2 separate regions of the Bactrocera dorsalis genome follow, and region 2 is linked to region 1. The links are chromatin contacts, called in public Hi-C maps. All regions are on one chromosome and are shown on one strand. Each heading gives the region's core, a stretch centred on a gene start, on an enhancer-like site or on the middle of the called end of the contact. The rest is flanking DNA. Distances are from core to core; before and after follow the strand shown.

Region 1 (4,780 bases), core at 1,087-3,586:
CGTCACTAAAATAAATTTTAATCAATGCAATTAGTGATTTCACTTTTTTGTATTTTTTTTTACTTTGATTATTGCCTTTTTAACTTAGCTTAGCGAGATTTCCATCATTCATATGGGGCAAAGTTAGCCGGCTACTAAAGCAAACTATGGTTTTCGTATGGAGATAGAAGCTTTTAGTGATAAGAGCAACAATAACAAAATAAGAGCTGGGCGTGTCGTATTTAAACCGGTGTTAATGTTACACAATTTATTGCAATAATTCATTTAATTAGCTGTATGTGCTACAAAATACATATTGATGACGGTTATCAAGATGAAAGTGCTTAAATGTTGGTATATACATATGTACATATGATCCGTACATATCTATTTACGTAAATAGTTGCAATTATTCGACTATAAAGTAGATACTAGAAAGACATGCATATATTTCTTTTAATTAACTGCACTCAATACAAAACAACTAAAAAAATAAAATATTTGAAACGTATGTATACATTTTTAATTCAACATATGCACAAGTATATTGAAATATTTGCCGGTGTTTTAACTAATTTCTTTCATTCTTTCATATCACTGTCTACACATACACATGTATACTAATATATAAGTCTATAGCTGATCGTAGAAGACGATTTTTAAATAGATTTGACGCAAAAGCAAGCAGCTTGCTGAACAATGAATGTGTTAGTGGGGGCACTTATACATATCACGAAATTGACTTTTGGCAAATGTTGTATATAGTCCGTTGTACTTTCATGCATATAAACATGTACAAACTCTGAGATTTCTACAAATTTTCAAGTATAGTATATTATCTCAGCCATGAAATACAAAAAAAAATATATTATATGTCAAGTGTGGTATCTATTATATGAGTACACATATGTAACTGAAAACTGATACCTCTCTGAAATTTCATAAAACTGGTTTTAATGAATTGAAGAAATAGCAGGTTCCTAGTATATGTTTTGGAATATGAACACGTGTAGATACATTTATTGTCTTCGATAACCAAAAAAACCCAGCAACGCCGGTTGGCATAAAGTTATAATGCACATTTGCACAAAAGCGAGGATAATCAAGAGAAACATAACAAATGAAAAAGTTTATCCACAATTCAACTAGAGTTTAGTATGCTACACATTTCTTTATACACTGACTCCAAATTATGACTTGCAAACTCGTCGTACAAATATTTCTAGCTTAAAGACAGATTTATTTCAATAAATATTATTAGGTATATTGAGCGTACTTACCGCCTGTTAGCACTACTTTATAAACACGTTTTTTGGAGGCACCATTTGTTTTGGCCAGCTTCAAGCCAGCTCGTGGATTTAACTTTGGCGATGTCTTTTCGGGTTGTTGTTTTTGTTCTTCCATTTTCTTTTCAATGTCCTGTTGTTTGGACTGTTCCTTTGTTTGTTTGCCATTGTCATTTCCCGTTGTTTCGTCCTTGCACTCCATTTTGACCAACTTACAGAAGATTGCCTCACTCAATAATTCTCGTTGCACTTCTACTTGTTTTTCACAGCTGATTAATTTACCCCGTCTGATATATGTAATACGCGTATAGGCAGAGCGCAGATATAGATTTGTTGATTGACGCTTACAAATTCCGAGCTATGTTGGTGTTCTTTATACGATATTTCCTTTGGCGTATATTATGTCTTGTCAATTTTCTTAAACTGGATTTTCTTGCCGTCAAAAGATTTTTTTTTATTTATAATCGAAACCGTTTACTTTGGCAAAGGTGTTGTTGTGTCAATTCTGAGTTGAACTTGATGAATTCTAGCATTGAACTGTGTGCTGTGGGGATTTTTCCGCTTCCGCCAAAGTGAAAAACTGAAATATCAGTTCACACGCGGGGTACGTTCGCCTTCAATGTAATGCAACGACCAGATATGGGCCGAATATCAGAGTTTACGTCTATCCTGTTTGTGTTTGAACATCTTCGGAAAGTTTACACGGTATTTGCGTAATAAAAAAATTGTTTAATTTCACATTCGCAGACACATGGAAAGACCGAAAGATTTATTCACGGTTAATCACGAAATGTAAATTTGCTGGAGCCAAATCACTAAAATGACTGAGAGAACATGGTCGAAAAGCTCCCCTTTTTATGTAATTCGATGCAAAGATGCCAGATGGTAACAACCGCGAAATTGTCAAGAATACGACAAAATATTTGTGCCAACAAGAAACCAGCAAAGAAATAAATTAAGAATTTAACTTTATATTGTTTGCCCATTAAAATTACAAAAATTATATTAATTTTTTAAATTATTAACGATAGAATATCAAAGATGTGCCAAAATTATGCGAAACGAAACACTGTGTTATCGGATCAATAGAAAATGTTTATGTACGAAATGTAGATTACTAAATATTTTGTGAATCTATGCTATCTTATAGATTTGTGTGTTTCAATTATTTACTAATATGTAAAATTCCAAAGTTTTGTGTAAAGTACGGGCAAAAGAAATATTTCCATCTGATAAAGAGTTTACAACTAATTTATGTGTCACCCGTTGTTTCATTACAGAATTACTTACGATGAACATCAAGTAGGTTATTCGCAATTGTTCGAAATTGTCATTTGGTGTGAGGAATTTGAAAGTGTGTGACGTGTAAACACAAAATTAAATACTAACGAGGTGAAACAAACTATATGCGAAAGTTAAACGCTGAAATTAAATGTATTTTATAAAATATTATCTAAGTCAAGCAAAAATTCTGTGCAAAAGTAATAAAAGCAGCGTAGATTTCAAACTGCGTAATCAAAATGATATGGAGTGTATACAAAGTGTCGTTTGAATTTCATTTGACAGCTGTTGCGAATGATTGTATGGGGAGCAGTGGACGCTAATTGTCAGCTGATTGGTGAGGTAGCAATGTTGTTGCACTCTTGCATAAATCCCAAAAAAATATTGAACGTAGAATCAAACGTGTAAAAATTAACATATATTTAAGAAAAAATCAAGTGCCTAACAAGGTCATTAAAGACAATTGAAAATTTTGAGCCGATTAAACACTGTAAATTTGACAAATTAAATATAGTATCTTCCGATAGAAATTGTGTTTTGATAGCAACATTGTTTCGACCTTCACCACCAGCTGTGCGCGGCAACAAACCAAAATCCAATTGTTGAAAATTCAATGTGGTTTCACCATTAATTGTTCAAGTGCACTTCTAAACTATAATATTGTAATTGTGATGGAAAACCTGTGTATGTGAAATTTAAGTAATAAAAAAATTAAAAAAAAAATCAAACTTCGGAACTGTAATGAGAATAAGAAGATTTGCTGCGCTAGCTTTGTTAAATTTATTGAATAATTTGCTACACGTCTGGAATTTGATAGCTGTCCTTGAAAGGAATTTTATTTCTATATTACGGAGCATACATTTTTCAACACTCTTTTTCGTTGCAATGGACGGCGAAGGTGGCGAACAACGTGATCATATGGAACACGTACCAGGAGAACCTATGGATGAAGATGATGAGGAACCCGTGATGGGTTTGGGATATGATGTTGATGACGAAGACGACGAAGATGTTGACGAAGAGAATGACGATGATGATGCGTCGGACATGTCTAGCGACACAGATTCCGACTATTTTGTTGAAATGGATAGCGACGACGCATCTGATAATTATATACCTGGTTATGGTGGTGATTCTTCAACCAATTCGGAAAGCGAAAGTGAAGTGGGCAGCAGTACATTTTCTAATCAAAGAATTCGCATGCCTAATAAACCCATATATACTTTTAAACCTCAACGTCTAATGAAGTGTAATTATAAAAAACATTGTGCACCAAGAGATTATCCCTTCGCGCGAAGTGGTCATCGTGTAGTCGCTTCCGAATCGCATCTCTATACATTAGGTGGTTACAATCCAAGCAATAGCAATGCGGCCATACATGGTAGCGGCATGCTTTTTCAAGAGCTATGGCGTTTTAATTTGGCAACTAAACGTTGGGTGCTATTGCACAATCCTTCAACGAATCGAAATATGCCAGGAGAGTTGGCATCAAATGCGCTTATCATTAGTAATAATTTATTAATCGTAAGTAAATATTAGACAAGGTTAAGAACTAAAATTATCTCTATCAGATATCACGTTTATAGATATGTACATATATATAAACATGTCTGAAATATATAAAACCTTACGCACACAGAATTATTTGCATGCAATCGCAACACTCACTTACATACATTTAATTTTTAAAATTATTTTATAACAATAATTGTATTCATATTACATTCTAATATTTTATAATAATATTTCTATTCTATATTTTTCTTAAGTCTTACGGTGGGACTGGATATCCCTTCGGCGAATCTTGCTCAAATGACTGCTATATTTATCAAACACAAGTTGATAAACCCAGTGTTATGCGTATTGAGGCAACTGGTGATGCGCCAACACCACAGTATGGTCCGGGTATTGTCTTACACGAACATTATTTATATACAATCGGTGGAACAACTGGCTATGATTACTCTTGTGATGTGCATCGTTTAAATTTGCGCACACGTGTGTGGGAATGCGTTTATATATGCCGACCATATATTCGCGAAGATCCGGAGGGCCGTTACCGACATGAAGTGGTTTACGATGGTCAGTACATCTATGTGCTCGGGGGTGGTACTTCGAATTTAGTATACGATTTGGAACGGATTCCTGCATTTAATTTGAAAACGAATCGTTGGGAATATTTTGACACCCTACCCGATAGATCATCCCAACCGAATCAACAAAGTTCACGGCCG
Region 2 (4,780 bases), core at 838-3,337, 44 kb before region 1:
GTATTCGGACATATTCGGGTGTTCAGCAGTCGTACGCCTTTTAGTGAAAATTAAAAATAAAAATAAAAAAAGCAAAATAGAAATAAAATATAGACAACGAGAATGCTGAGAACGACTTGAAATTTTACTTTTATTTTACTCCTTTGCCTTTATTGTAATTCCGTTTTCATTTCTTGTTTATTTATGGTTATTTGCAAATTTATTAATAGAGACTGAAAATTGAATTTATGAAAATATTCAATAAAAGTGCGAAAAACGCAAATAATCTTTATTGACCTAAACCTCCTTAGGCTAACAAAAAACAAGAGCACAATAGAATTACATGTTAATGTCCATATTCAGTGTTATATGTATGTACATATATTCACTCGACATAGCTTTCTTACAACTTATTATAGGTATACTATGTAACTTTATAATTAATTGTAGCTACGAATGCAAATTATATTATACTTACATATCGAAGATAAGATACCCGCAAAAATGGAGGGAAACCCTATGCATGCCCACTCTATCCCGCCTCAAGAGATACGACTAGTGGCCATTTTCAGTTCATGTAGGTACTGCTATATGAGGAGCTCTTGTTTGGATGTGCAGTGTATATATCTAGTATGCTTCACCCAGTATAGTACAATGACGCGGTATTCGCGGGCGCATACCTCATATTTGTATGCAGCTTCACCACCCCATTCGCCACCAATTTCCTTTCTTCTCCAAGCAAGTCTTGAAATCGCATTCAAATATTCCACTTTGACTACCGTCGGTAGTCAGCCAGTCAGACAGCCACCGTTGTCGTCGTCGTCGTCACTGCTGCTGACCCATTCAAAACAATAACAAAAACAAGGTACTCAAACTACTTGCACACAAGCAATCTCATTTTCAAGGATTGTGTCATTTTATTTCTCTTTTACACTCATTCGATGATGATGTCAAAACTAGTATCGCTCACTGAAGTTGTTTCACTTTAACAAACGTGTTTGTTGCGTTTGTATGGCTCGGTTCGTCGCTTTCTCTTGTTATATACGAGCGCATAATCAGCAAAAGCGACGAAGTGTTTGTATTTTCCTTATCTTTGCTAGTACAGTTTACAATAATAAAATATTCGAATACTCAGACAATGTTTAATCGATTAAAAGTTTGATTTTATTTTTCAAAAATTATTTAATGCTTGTGATGCACTTTTAATAGTTTTTCCTGAGTATGCAAATATATGAATTGACGTGTTTACTTCTCACCATGCTATTTGGGCACATCTTTCTTACCAATTGTACAAACGAAAATTTCGCCAGCGATGCAATGTACAATATACATATGTACATATGCATACATATATTGATACAGGCATCAATGTAAATAAAAATTGACATGCCATGCCTGCTATATAATAAAAAATATTACCGGGCCGCAAATATTATAATTTGAATAAATAATCAAACTAATCGAAGTGAAACATGCATATAAATCATCTTTGATAGAAGTGAAGAAAATTGTTAAACATTACAAAAGTTTAATGTCTAGTTGTTGTTTTTTTTACAATGACTAGGATACAATTTTGATATCAAGAATCAAAGAGAAGAACGTTCTGACACTGAAATATGTATTTGTACATATTATTGAAAATTTGTGTCTGGTTGCCTTCGATTTTTCTAAAGAGATAGGGGGATATAAATTTCACATGCTATTTTGTTTGTATATAATTTTGAAAATCAGTCAAAATAATGTTGGTTATGAACCATGTTATATGGAATTTGGGTTCTCATGCCAATATTGCGATTGACTGAACTCCAAAATCATTTAAATACATTTCAATTCTGGATTTTCCAAACTATATATTGTAAATGTGTATAAATATTAATATATGTAAATAAAAACGTTTACTATCTCATATTATTGCACGTCACACAAATTCGTATATTTATATACATTTATATATACATATATATATATATTTGATTTTTGTTTGTTTTAAATGCTTTTGTCATATGCACATACCTATATTAATCGCAAGCAAGTGCACGCATACGAGCAGGTCAGACTGATGACGATGGATTTGGGCGAACGATATTATTGGTGAACAAGGTGAAGTTTGTGTGTGTGGGGAATGGGGCTTGGTATTTTCTCGTTGAGCTCCAATGGTTTGCTATTTTGCCTACCTTTTTTTCTACTCCCTCCATAGTGTCGCTCTTTACGAGTACATTTTGTATTATATGTATGCATATGTGTGCATATGTAACGTAGTGTGCATTTTGAACTATTTTGTGCCAACTTGGAGAGTGGTTGATTTTCTTTTATATAGAATTGCAATGTATACCTACAAATATGCAAATATTATCAAAATTAAAAAAGATATTTCTAGTGTTATGAAATATTTTTCATTGCTAAAAATTTGAAAATAAATTTGAACTTGCGATATGCTGTAAAACTATATAAATATTTTCCTGTAGGCTATTTCATCCAAATTTCCTCGTGGACTCTAGTTTATATACGGATAAGTAATGTCGATTCGGCAACAAATCTCAAAATGATTTCTGTCGCTTAAGCAACAACACCACAGTATTTTCTTCTATTTCAAATACGATTTTTAGAATAATAATACGCAGTTAATGTGAGTTAATGAAACTAATGGTAAAAATGTGTATGGGGTAAACCAAGTTCCATGGAAATGACAAATTTTCTTCATTTCTACCTTTGTATTAATATGTATACATAAATTTTAACTTATTTTAATTATATATTCATTGTAAAACTAATAAAAAGTTATTTCTGTTTGCTTTACAGATTTAGGATTTAGAAAGCTGCAGATAGATTTTAAAATTGCCTTCTGTGAGTTGACGGCCGCTCACAGCGCAATGAAAAGGCAACAGAGTCATCGGATGCCAATAGAATCAAAGCCGCACCAAACATATAAATATCGTTTAAATAATAAAAAACCCGTATTCATTTCCATTGGGTTTGATGAGAAAGCAAAGTATTATTGGAATTAATAATTAAAAAAGTAAAAACGTCGGTAGTTTTCGACAGAAATCATCATCTCAAGTGATATCTCAAAAGTTGACAGCAATTGAAATAATACATTAAGAGCGTTCAGACTACAATAAAAATTAAGTGCAGCAATTGCAACCAAAATGATGAAACGTACGCGTGTGGATGAAGTCCAATACGGCACGCGCCCTGGTCCTGGAGGTGTGGGTGGTAGTGGCGGTGGAGGAAGTGGCGGGACCATAGTGGGGACCTCTAATCCCGGTAATACAGTTAATATCGGCACTGTTGTTCCCGGTAGTCATGGTAATACTAGTTTAAGTGTCGGTTTGTCTGGAAGTAATGCAACTGGTTCAATCCCACATCATCGCATTTTAATACCGCCACATGGTGGAGCGCAGACAATTGCTTATTTGCCATCAACAACACCAGCAGCGACAAACATGAAAGGTTCTGGTGGAATGGTAGAAAGTAGTACCGGTAGCGGCAATTCCTCGAGTCATGATAATAGTGGAGGACCCAGTGGCAATGCTGCGCAGTTACCTGGGGGAACAGTTGTTACTTCAGGTGGCGGAGCCGCGGGAACTGTCAATGCAGGAACTGTCCACACACAAGCTGTGCAGTATTCTTCAACTTGTAAGTAGATTAAAAGTATAAATAAAATTGTGTATATTATTTTTAATTAGGTATTGAAAAAAGTGTGACTTATTTATTTATTTTATTTATTTAGCCTACAATGTTTCATCAGTATCTTCCAGTGTTGGTGGTAATATAAAAACAACTACAGATGGACCTGTGCAAATTCATGTAACCGGTGGTGGTTCAGGCAGTAATGTACAGAACTCTGCATCGCAGCCAAATTCTCTGCGAACACGTACAATCAGCTCTTCTCAAAATATTACTGTAGGCAGTGGAACTGCACTGAATGCACCACAACCTTTGGCAGTGGTACCACCGTTACCCACAACATCGGGCCAACAGCAAGGTCCTCCACAAGCTGGTCAGCCACAAGGTGGTCCTCCACGACTTAAAGTGGAGGATGCACTTAATTACTTGGATCAAGTAAAGTTCCAATATGCTGATCAGCCACAAATTTATAACAACTTCTTGGATATAATGAAAGAATTCAAATCCCACTGCATTGATACACCTGGTGTAATTCAACGGGTGTCAACTCTTTTTAAAGGGCACCCAGAACTGATTTACGGCTTTAATATGTTCCTGCCAGCCGGTTACAAAATCGAAATACATTCAGATGAATTAGGTGTTTCAGTACCCGTTGTATCAATGCCATCAGCGTCGCCAAACAGCTTGCACGGTAGTATGTCTAATATACCAGGAAGTGTTGGCAATATCCAAACACCACTAATACTTAAATCAAATCAGAGTAATTCAAGTAATACTACGAGTACTATAGAACTCCAACAAATACATGGTACCAGCAGCAGTAACGCAAGTGTGGCTGTCAATCTGATGACACACGGTGGCGCATCGTTGTCCCAAACAACAATACATGCACTACAGTCACCGGCTTCACAATCTTCGCCAAGTGGACCGGGAATGACTCAACAACATGCTCAAGTTTCTGTATCGCCTGCGCCATCGTCCGTTGCCCAAATTCAGAGTGTGACAGTGGCACCAGTTGCGGCGGCACATTTACCACAAAATTTTTCACGAGATCGAGAGCGTCCTCCTATAGCTCCGGCCATAGTCACTAGTAGTATAGGTGGCGGTCCACCCACACTTAATGCGCTTGGGGAATTAAATCCACAAATAAACAACACTGTCAGTAGTGGCAATA

Evidence for each region. A called contact is a pair of places that touch in the nucleus more often than the background predicts.
Region 2: a contact with region 1 is called in a Hi-C map of whole body, with 2.3 times the contacts expected there. The contact joins the enhancer-like site here to the promoter of LOC105229957 in region 1. A contact is called at or near these places in 2 of 2 Hi-C or Micro-C datasets (both in whole body).

The regions. Positions count from the first base shown.
Region 1 is chr3:79,719,814-79,724,593 of ASM2337382v1, reverse strand. LOC105229957 (hypothetical protein) reads right to left here and starts at 2,336. Exons shown (of 10, transcript XM_011210473.4): 1 at 1,260-2,336. The coding sequence starts at 1,467. LOC105229956 (kelch domain-containing protein 10 homolog) reads left to right here and starts at 2,587. Exons shown (of 4, transcript XM_049452308.1): 1 at 2,587-2,883; 2 at 3,187-4,070; 3 at 4,316-4,780. The coding sequence starts at 3,288.
Region 2 is chr3:79,763,293-79,768,072 of ASM2337382v1, reverse strand. LOC105229959 (paired amphipathic helix protein Sin3a) reads left to right here. Exons shown (of 14, transcript XM_011210478.4): 3 at 2,779-3,615; 4 at 3,710-4,780. The coding sequence starts at 3,126. Among protein-coding and RNA genes, the nearest start is that of LOC105229958, 4.2 kb to the left of the region's middle. Within about 2 kb of position 2,087, the one cell type or tissue checked has open chromatin away from gene starts, as enhancers often do.